Linked DNA regions of Sus scrofa: region 2 is linked to region 1. The links are chromatin contacts, called in public Hi-C maps. All regions are on one chromosome and are shown on one strand. The core of a region is the stretch at or near the end of the contact, and the rest is flanking DNA. Distances in the headings are between cores, read along the strand shown. Region 1 overlaps ARHGAP26 (rho GTPase-activating protein 26). Region 2 overlaps ARHGAP26 (rho GTPase-activating protein 26).

Region 1 (4,569 bases), core at 1,339-3,838:
GCGAGAGCTGGAAGAGGAAACAGCTCTGAGCCACTGCAGCGTTTCTCAACAAAGGGGTGATGGGAGGAGGGAGAAGAGGTTTGCCCAGGCGCTTCTCCTGAATTGAGAATTACTGGCTTCCTCCCGTCCATCCATCAGCCAGCCAAGCTCGAGCCCTGAATGACGGCGAGGGAATGAAGGAGTTTACATACAGCAGGGACAAACGCGACGAGCACAAACGTGCATGCAGTCACCCCACCACACCCCCAGCTGCAATGCTAGAGACACTCTGGCAGGTGAAATGTCCTGCCCCAGCCTCCATGGACTCAGCGGGGAACGTTCCTCAAGCATCCTTTTAAAGGAGCGAGAAAGGAAATGCGAGACATTCAAATATCGATAAGGAGAATTTCAGCTATAGCTCAAAAGAAGCCTTCTCCACCGCCGGACGGGGAGAAGGGACAGCTGGCATTTTGGAGTTGGCACATTCCTCCTGAAAGATCAATGTTGTCTCTGTATTTGACAGACGGATCTGGTCTAAGGTTTATTTGTTGAAATGGACAATGTAATATTCAGACCAGTGGCGTGTGCACACACACGCTGTTTCCCCTTAACCCTTTGCCCTCCGTGGAACTTGCAGAATCTCAGTGCCTTACCGCCTTGTGGGACGGTCCGAGTTTCTGCCCAGGGGCCAAGGGAACGTCAACTGGTGTGGCTTCCATGGGGAGAGGAAGCGACAGAACAGACACCAACAACAGGGGAGCCCAATTCTCGTGAAGCTAGGAAAAGGGAGTCCCTTCCCAGGTGCCTCTGCCACCTGCCCCTTCAGAATCTCTGCCCGCTCACAAGGACCACAGAGAGAGGCTTGCTTCGGCCACTGTGGTGGAGCCTCAGGGTTTGCGCTGGTACCCGGGGACCTGCACCGGGCTCCTAGGAGCGGGTGAGGGAAGCCCGGGGGAATTTCCACTGAGGGTGCAGCCACTGCTTTCTGGGTAACACACGGCATATGTGGGCAGGGAAGACTCAAGAAATGACTTGCCTGGAGCCCACTCGTTCTGCAAGCTGCTCGCCAGCTGAGGACAGACAGACTGCTGGTGTGTTCTGCAACTGCTCAGGGTGGGGACAAAGTCCTGGTGTGTTAGTGCCAGAGCTCAGGCCTTGTGTCCTTCCAGAGCAGTCGCTGAGCTGAAGAGCAGGAGGCGTTAACACTGACGCAGGGCTCGGTACCAGCAGGTCACGGAGGGCTTGGCTCTCCTCCGTCCTCACAACAGACCCAGCAGATGAAGCGCCCAGACAGACGGATGTGGTGTTCTGGAAAACCACAGAAAACCAACCTCCCAGGGAGTCTTAGACGCTGGGCCTACCCCAACCCACCTCCTGCCCTCATCTCCAGAAGTTCTTGGACAAGGGTGGTGCTGACATGTTTGGAGAGGTTATGTTGCCACCAGGAAGAGCACAAGTTTCCCGAAGGGGCCACTCTCGGGAAGGAAACAGTGTGACAGACTGCATGGAAACAGTGTGACAGACTGCATGCATAAGAACTCTAAAAGCTACCTAGCCACCCTGCTGCTGATGGGTTGGGTTCTGAGGGAGTCTTGACGCTAGATGAGCAGGGCCGTCTGCGCTCACAGCAACTGGCGGCATCAGCTTCCCAAGGGACCCGTGCTCTGAAGGATCAGGTGGACTGTGATTAAGCAAGGGCCTTACCCTGCAAAAATAGTTCCCCTGACATGATTTATGGAAATAGCTATTTACAAAGGATCTGAATTTGAGAATGGAGCAGCTAAAGATAGAGTGGCTATTTACTTAAGCACTGGCACGGCCGGGCCAGCATCCAGATTCAGCAAAAGGTTGGTCTCTATTTTCTAGGAAACTTCGGGACACTCTGGCCTGACAGATTCCGTGATGCGTACATAAAACTCAGTTGCCGTGTGGAGAACTTCCTAGGCCAATGACTTCAGGCAGGTGACAAATTACCTTGCACAACTTCTGTGCTAATGACAAGTTGAGGATAAAGGAATTCCTAGTCCTTAAACAAGCTTTTCTTTTTTCTTCTTTCCTTTCTCTTTTCTATCTTTCTTTCTTTTTGCTTTTTAGGGCCACACCCATGGAAATTCCCAGGCTAGGGATTGAATCGGAGCTGCAGCAGCCAACCTACACCCCAGCCACAGTAACGTGGGATCTGAGCCACGTCGGCGACCCACACCACACCTCACGGCAACGCTGGCTCCTTAACCCACTGAGCGAGGCCAGGGATTGAACCTACATCCTCACAGTACTCGTCAGATTCGTTTCCACTGAGTCACGATAGGAACTCCCAAGCTTTTCTTTTTAAAACTAAGGTGGATTCACCAAGAGGTGTGAAACAGCTTCGGAGTCAGGCTTTGTTCCTGGGTGCCGGGGATCCTGCTATATACGAGACAGTATGATGCTTGTTCTCATGGGGCTTAGAGCATCTTGAGGAGAGACGGACAACAAATTAGTGAGTTATGAGGCAAGATAAGACTTCAGAGGGAAAGTGCTATGAAGAAAATAAGATAGAAAATGGGCTGTGGTAGACAAGGATGGGTGGAGGGGTCAGAGGGTCAGGGCAGGCCAGGGCAAGGGAGGACCAGGGAAGATCCTTCTAAGGCAGCAGGAACAGGTGCTGCGGCGAGAATGAACTCAGTTTGTACACGGGTAAGCACCGGAGCATGGCAGGCAAGGGAGAGCCGTGTGACACGAGGTCAGAAGGGTCAGGGTAAGGCAATCAGCAAGGGCCAGGTCACGGGGGCTGGGCCGGAGCATTTAGAGTTTATTCTACCTGCACCTAGAAGGCCCTGGAGGGTTCAAGACGACTTCCTGAATCTGAAGCGTGGCTAAATATTTGAGGTGTTCAGAGATTTAAAAATTAAAAAACAAAAACAAAAAACCAGCCCCCCCCCCAAAAAAAAACCTCAGAGATGAGTGTCATTTCCTAAGTGGGGGCCCAAATTCTTTTTTTTTTTTTTTTTTTTTTGTGAAATTGATTGCCTAGACATCTTTTCCGGTGTACTTGATGTGTTGACTCATTCATAGAACAAGTGTGTATTATTAAGTGCCAGGCACCATCCTGGGTGCTAAGCAGGTACAATGGGGAAGACATCACTGGATCACAGAGAACTCGAGACAAGTGACCAGGGGATGCCGAGATGCTGGGATGGTGCTCTCCTGGGGTTAAGTGCTTCCCTGACATGCAGGGGTTCCCCTACCTGGTCTAGGAGGGAGCGAAGGGGCGAGCAGGGAGAAGCAAGAAAAGCTAATGATGACCCGGGGATCCCTGGAGGTGAGAAGACACAGGTGAGCCCCAGGTTACGGAAGTGAGACAAGTTCAGGAGGGCCCGAGGAGAGGGTTTAAACAGAGTCAGGCAGGGGTGTATCTCCCAGGACCTCTCCGTACGGATTCTGGAGTTTATGGTACAATGGCGGGGGCCGGAACATCAAGAGTTTTAAGCAGGGAGAGTTCCCACTGTGGCACAATGGCATTGGCAGTGTCTCTGCAGTGCCAGGACGCAGGTTCGATCCCCAGCCCGGCACCTTAGGTTAAAGCATCTGGTGTTGCCGCAGCTTCAGTATAAGTCGCAGCTGTGGCTTGAATCTGATCCCTAGCCTGGAAACACCATATGCCGTGGGGTGGCCAAAAAGAAAAAGAAGAAAAAGGGTTTTAAGCAGGGGAGCACTGTGTTCAAGTGTGTACTCTAGAATCGCCACGAGGGTTGCAGGATTGGTAATGAGGTGGTGGGGCGGGCCAAGGGTCAGGAAGACCAGAAGGGCAGGGCTGGGGCGAGGGTGGGGAGGCTGGGCGGGAGGCAAGGGGACTGGGCTGAGAGAGGCAGAAGTGACAGGTCCTGAAGACTGATGAGAAATCGGTGATCAATGAAGAGGTAAAGGAAGCTGGCCAGGTTTCCAGGCACCAGACGGCGAGTGGAGAAACGCATGGAAACAGGAAGTGCGGATGAGGAACAGGGCTGGGTGCGGGGTAGGGAGGGTTGGGTGCTGGGGCTCAGCAGACAGGTGGACCTCAGGTCTCAACAAGAGGCAGGAGATCTGGGACACGGAGACCTCTGGTATGATGCTGGTGATGCAACCACAGCCAGGGTGGGACCCCTCAGAGTAGGAAGACGATTTAAAGCCACACCCTGAGAAATGACAACTCTCAAGAGCCAAGGAGCCCTCAGAGGTCTGAGACTGAGGCAGAGAGTGTGGTCCCCCCAAAGACAAGCCAAGAGAGGGCTTTAAATGGAGGGGGCTGCTGACCATGTCCGAGTGTTGCCGGGAATGAAGCAGAATGGGGGCTGAGAAGGGTGTGTGCACTGGTGACTCGGTGAGAGCAGTGTCACCAGGGTAGCTGGGGACAAAACCCAGGCTGAGTGGGGAGGGTGGGAGTTGGGGGGGGGTTGTTCGGAAGGAGAGATAGGAAGGATGCCTATGCTTCATCTCAGGAAAGAGGGATGAAGAAAGTTCAGCAAGGGAGTTCCTGTCATGGTTCCGCGGACGCAAATCCAACTAGTATCCATGAGGATGCAGGTTTGATCCCTGGCCTCTGTTAGTGGGTCCGGGATCCAGCGTTGCCAT
Region 2 (4,231 bases), core at 1,555-4,054, 160 kb after region 1:
AAGGGAAACGACACCGACAGCAGCTTTTGCTGTGTCACCAAAGGCCCAAGGGAGCAGTGGGCCATGTCACGGTTCCACACCTGGGAAGCTCGGGTCGCTGAAATGTGCCACGCTGGCTCTCCTAGCATCACGCGTGACGTGGGAGGAGCCACTGATGGTTCTGAGGAGCGAGGCTCACGAAGAAGGAGCACGGAGTGGCCCCTCGATGGCAAGGAGCCGGGTGGCTTAGGGACTGGAGGCTGATGACGAGACTCCGGCCGCAGGGGGAGGGCCACGTAAAGGCAAAGGCAGGGCACAGCAAAGGCTTCATGCCCATCAAGAACAGAGGGAGAAATGCCCTTGGCAACCAGGCAGACTCCGGTTTGAACATGAGCTCCACTACTTCGCAGCTCTGGTACCTTGACTTCCTGAAGCCCACTGGCTCAGCTGCAGACTCGTGAAACGCATTTCTGCCAAGGGCACCCGTCCCTGTCCCACACTCCTGTGGCCGGCCATGGCTCACGCTGTCTGCAGTAGACAAACATTTAGAAACCCATCCTTGTATTTCACTGAGGGTTAACACACGAACAGTTCACGGGGCAACTTCGGCTTTGCCTGTTCTGGAAATAAAACCACCCCCTCACTTTCCACACTGTCCATGGCTGCTTTCACATCCTCAGGCAGAGTTCCCTGGGGCCGCAAAACCCAAAATCTGGCCCTTTCCTGAAAAAGCTGACCTCTGTGCTAAGCGGTAACATTTAGAAAACCGGAGCGGAGGTGGGGGGTATGTTTACTCGTGTTCCCCCCAATATACATGATATAAGTACATAAATCTAAACGGCAATTTAAAACGTTCGTCTGGACCCATCCAAAATGCAATGCGCACACCCCACTCTGAGCACTGCGGTCCTGAGGATTTGATGAACTAACCAAAGGCGACAAGCCCGGAACCGCAGGGGTTGCAGGCTGCTGCCTTCTGCTCTCCTGTCCCCTCGGAGGCAGTCCTGCCAACCCAGCGAGCTCTCTCCTCTCCACACCTGAAAGGGGAGGGGCTGGCGTGACCAGATCACGAGGACAGTAAGAAGCACAGTAACGAGGCGCCTGTTCGCTCCCCCGCCACATGCTGGGCTCTAATCCTCACGTCAAGGCTCTCAGGGAGGGGCTCTGATTTATCCCCACTTTACAGATAAGGAAACAGAGGCTTGCAGGCCCAGCTCTGAGCCACGGTCCCACGGCCGGCGGGCCTGGAGGGTCACCCACACGGCTCTCCCGGTCCAGCCGGCAGGACCCACGCTCGGGAAATGACCTGCAATTCAGTCAAAGACGGGCACCCAAGGATGCTCAGCCTGACGGTGCTCCCTAAAGCAAAAGTCTGGCAAGGACATTCGAGACCAATGACAGGAGCTGGTTCAACACACCAGGATAGACTCTTAGGACAACGCCCAACCATCATTACACATGGCATTTAGAAACCATTTTCGCCTTCTAGAAAAATCTGTGTACCTTTTCATTAATTATTTATTTATGTGGGCCACACGCGCAGCATGCAGAAGTTCCCAAGCCAGCAATCCAACCTGGGCCACAGACGTGACCAGAGCCATAGCAGTGACAACGCCAGATCCTTCATCTGCTGAGCTACAAGGGGACTCTTCATGTAAATTTTTACAAGCAGAATGCCAACAAGGATATTCAGTATAAGGCCAGTTAAGTCAAACTGACAAAATACACATGAGACATCACGAGAAAAAGGCAAAGGAAGAAATATCTCCGGGATGATATTACAGTTTAGTTTTATTGGATTTTTGAAATCCACTGCTGTATTCTCTTAATATTCCACAGTGAGTTCATTTTTTTTTTTTTTTTTTAAGGGCCACACTGGTGGCAGATGGAGGTTCCCAGGCTAGGGGTCGAACTGGAGCTGTAGCTTCCAGCCTACACCACAGCCACAGCAACGCCAGGCCCGAGCCAGGTCTGTGACAGACACCACAGCTCACGGCAATGCCAGATCCTTAACCCACTGAGTGTGGCCAGGGATCAAACCCACATCCGCAAGGACACTAGTCGGATTCGCTTCCACTGTGCCACGACGGCAACTCCCAAATTATTTTTATAATAAGCAAAAACACAAGCTGTTCAACCTCTTAGGAATGAGGTTCATTTCACGTCTACACCCTGCAGATAACCAGATCCTAGTTCCAACTTTGCAAGTCTTTCTCCGGTCACTGCTCTTCTTCCTGCCTCCGGTGTGAATGACGAGCGGGCACCTGTGGTGGGTTCTTGAGCATTCTATGGATGCAAAGGATTCTTGGGTTAAAGACAAACTGGGAGGGACGAAGGGACGTTGACTGGGAAGCAAAGAGGCGGGCACCTGAGGAAGTCCAGCTGGAAACCCATCCAGCTCGGCTGTGGGCACCTGTCTGCAGCCTAGTGCATCCACAGACAGTGTAGAGATTACACACCCACACGCACGGGATGGGCCATCTGTCTATCACCTCCCAGGGGTCTCAATTTACTCCAGAAAGCAGAGGCACATGTTGCGCTGGTGGGTGTCCTCGGCCCTCAGTGCTCGTGTCACCCAGGGCCACGGGTCCTTAAGAATTCCAAGAGGTATTAACTGAATGAAGCCTGGCCTCCGGCAATTAAGTCTAGTGAAAGGCTGAGGTCAGAACACACAGCAACACGTCCAACAAGAATGGGAAGCAGAAAAAAGGGTGATGTCCCTTTGAAGAGCCAGCTGGGGCGGGAAGTCCCAAGAAGGCCACTTTAGGGCACCTCGAGCTTGGTCCTCAGAAATGACCCGACTGACCAATGACTGGAGCGAACACTCCCATTACGGAAAGCACGAGAAGCCAAGATTAGATCGCCTCTCTCTGCCCAGTCTGCCACCTCCACACAGCTGGCAGAGCAGCGGGAGAGCAGCCTTTCTGTAAACAAGCTAATCTTTTTAGAGCTAAGTAGGCAGAGACGTTTATCATTTAAAACTTCAAACCTGGTAAAGCGAAAGTCACAAAGAAAGCCTGCCTTTCCCCTGCTCTCTAGCGCTGGACTGTGTATCCTCTCTAACAAGGTCCCGAGTTTCCAGCTGCCCTCAGGTGGGACTACAGCACAAGAGCGGCCTGGGCTGAGGACAGGCCCCTCCTGGCTCCCCCTCCTGCTTCTGACTCATTTCAAAATGAGAATGCGCCCATTCGCATAACGCCTTTGGGGAGCAAATCTCACACCTGCAGCCAAACATAAAGCCGGGAACAGGACGCACAGACTCGAGATCTGCATTAAGGTGGCAAAGGGTAAGATGGGAAGAGGAGGGGTTCCTGCCCAGGCAGAGTCTCATTCTTTTTATTATTTCTTAATTTTAATTTAATTTAATTTTTTGTCTTTTTTGCCTTTTCTTGAGCTGCTCCCGTGGCATATGGAGGTTCCCAGGCTAGGGGTCGAATCAGAGCTGTAGCCACCAGCCTACGCCAGAGCCACAGCAACGCAGGATCCGAGCTGCATCTGCACCCTACACCACAGCTCACAGCAACGCCAGATCCTTAACCCACTGAGCGAGGCCAGGGATCGAACCCGCAACCTCATGGTTCCGAGTCGGATTCGTTAACCATTGCGCCACAACAGAACTCCTTGTTCTTTTTAACAAGAGAGGGAAAACCAATGACCATCGTTTTGCCGTCTCCGTGACTGACACAGGAGAGATCGCCTGCTCAGTAGAAAAGCTTCGGGAGCAACAAAGCAGACTTCCTTCCTCTCCGCTACCCAAACTCCCATCTCGGCCTTCGCTCCACTGCTGGGTAAGAATCTGACCAACCAGAGAAAACTCAGCATCACTGTATGTTGCTGACAATCCAGGAACAAATCTAGGGAAGGTTCCTGAGGGCAGAATCCACGGTCAAGAGGCCATTGCAGGACTGGCAAAAACAGCAGACTGGTTTTTGAATTGCGTACTTAGGGATTAACGCAACCAAGAACACAGAAGAGCCTCTCGGCAGAAAACCAAAACTCTAATAAAGGTGTGATGAGACGGAAGGGCATTCCAAGCCCTTGGAGGAGGTGAGTGAGGAGTCCACAGGTGTCCATGTTCCACAGGTGAGTCTGTACAGTTCGGTGCAATCCTACGTGAAAAATTGAAGTTTTTGAGACACGTCTCAAACTTACTTTATAGAGATGGGTAAAGGTCCATAAGCAGCTACGTCAACCCTTAAGGGGAATCAACAGAGGAAACCAATGACCAGATATTAAGACTCACCCCAAAGTC

What was found. A called contact is a pair of places that touch in the nucleus more often than the background predicts.
Region 2: a Hi-C map of skeletal muscle shows a contact between it and region 1, with 7 times the contacts expected there. The contact joins two enhancer-like sites. A contact is called at or near these places in 4 of 47 Hi-C or Micro-C datasets (epiblast stem cells, psoas muscle and skeletal muscle) and 1 of 2 datasets of contacts at active chromatin or transcription factors (skeletal muscle).

The regions. Positions count from the first base shown.
Region 1 is chr2:144,730,475-144,735,043 of Sscrofa11.1, reverse strand. The region is part of intron 20 of ARHGAP26 (rho GTPase-activating protein 26); the gene reads right to left. Among named protein-coding and RNA genes, the nearest start is that of NR3C1, 200 kb to the left of the region's middle. Within about 2 kb of position 2,588, at least 3 of the 83 cell types and tissues checked have an H3K27ac peak or open chromatin away from gene starts, as enhancers often do. A contact at or near this core is called in skeletal muscle, where this site is marked.
Region 2 is chr2:144,572,829-144,577,059 of Sscrofa11.1, reverse strand. All of the region lies in intron 12 of ARHGAP26 (rho GTPase-activating protein 26), which reads right to left. Among named protein-coding and RNA genes, the nearest start is that of ARHGAP26, 270 kb to the right of the region's middle. Within about 2 kb of position 2,804, at least 8 of the 83 cell types and tissues checked have an H3K27ac peak or open chromatin away from gene starts, as enhancers often do. A contact at or near this core is called in skeletal muscle, where this site is marked.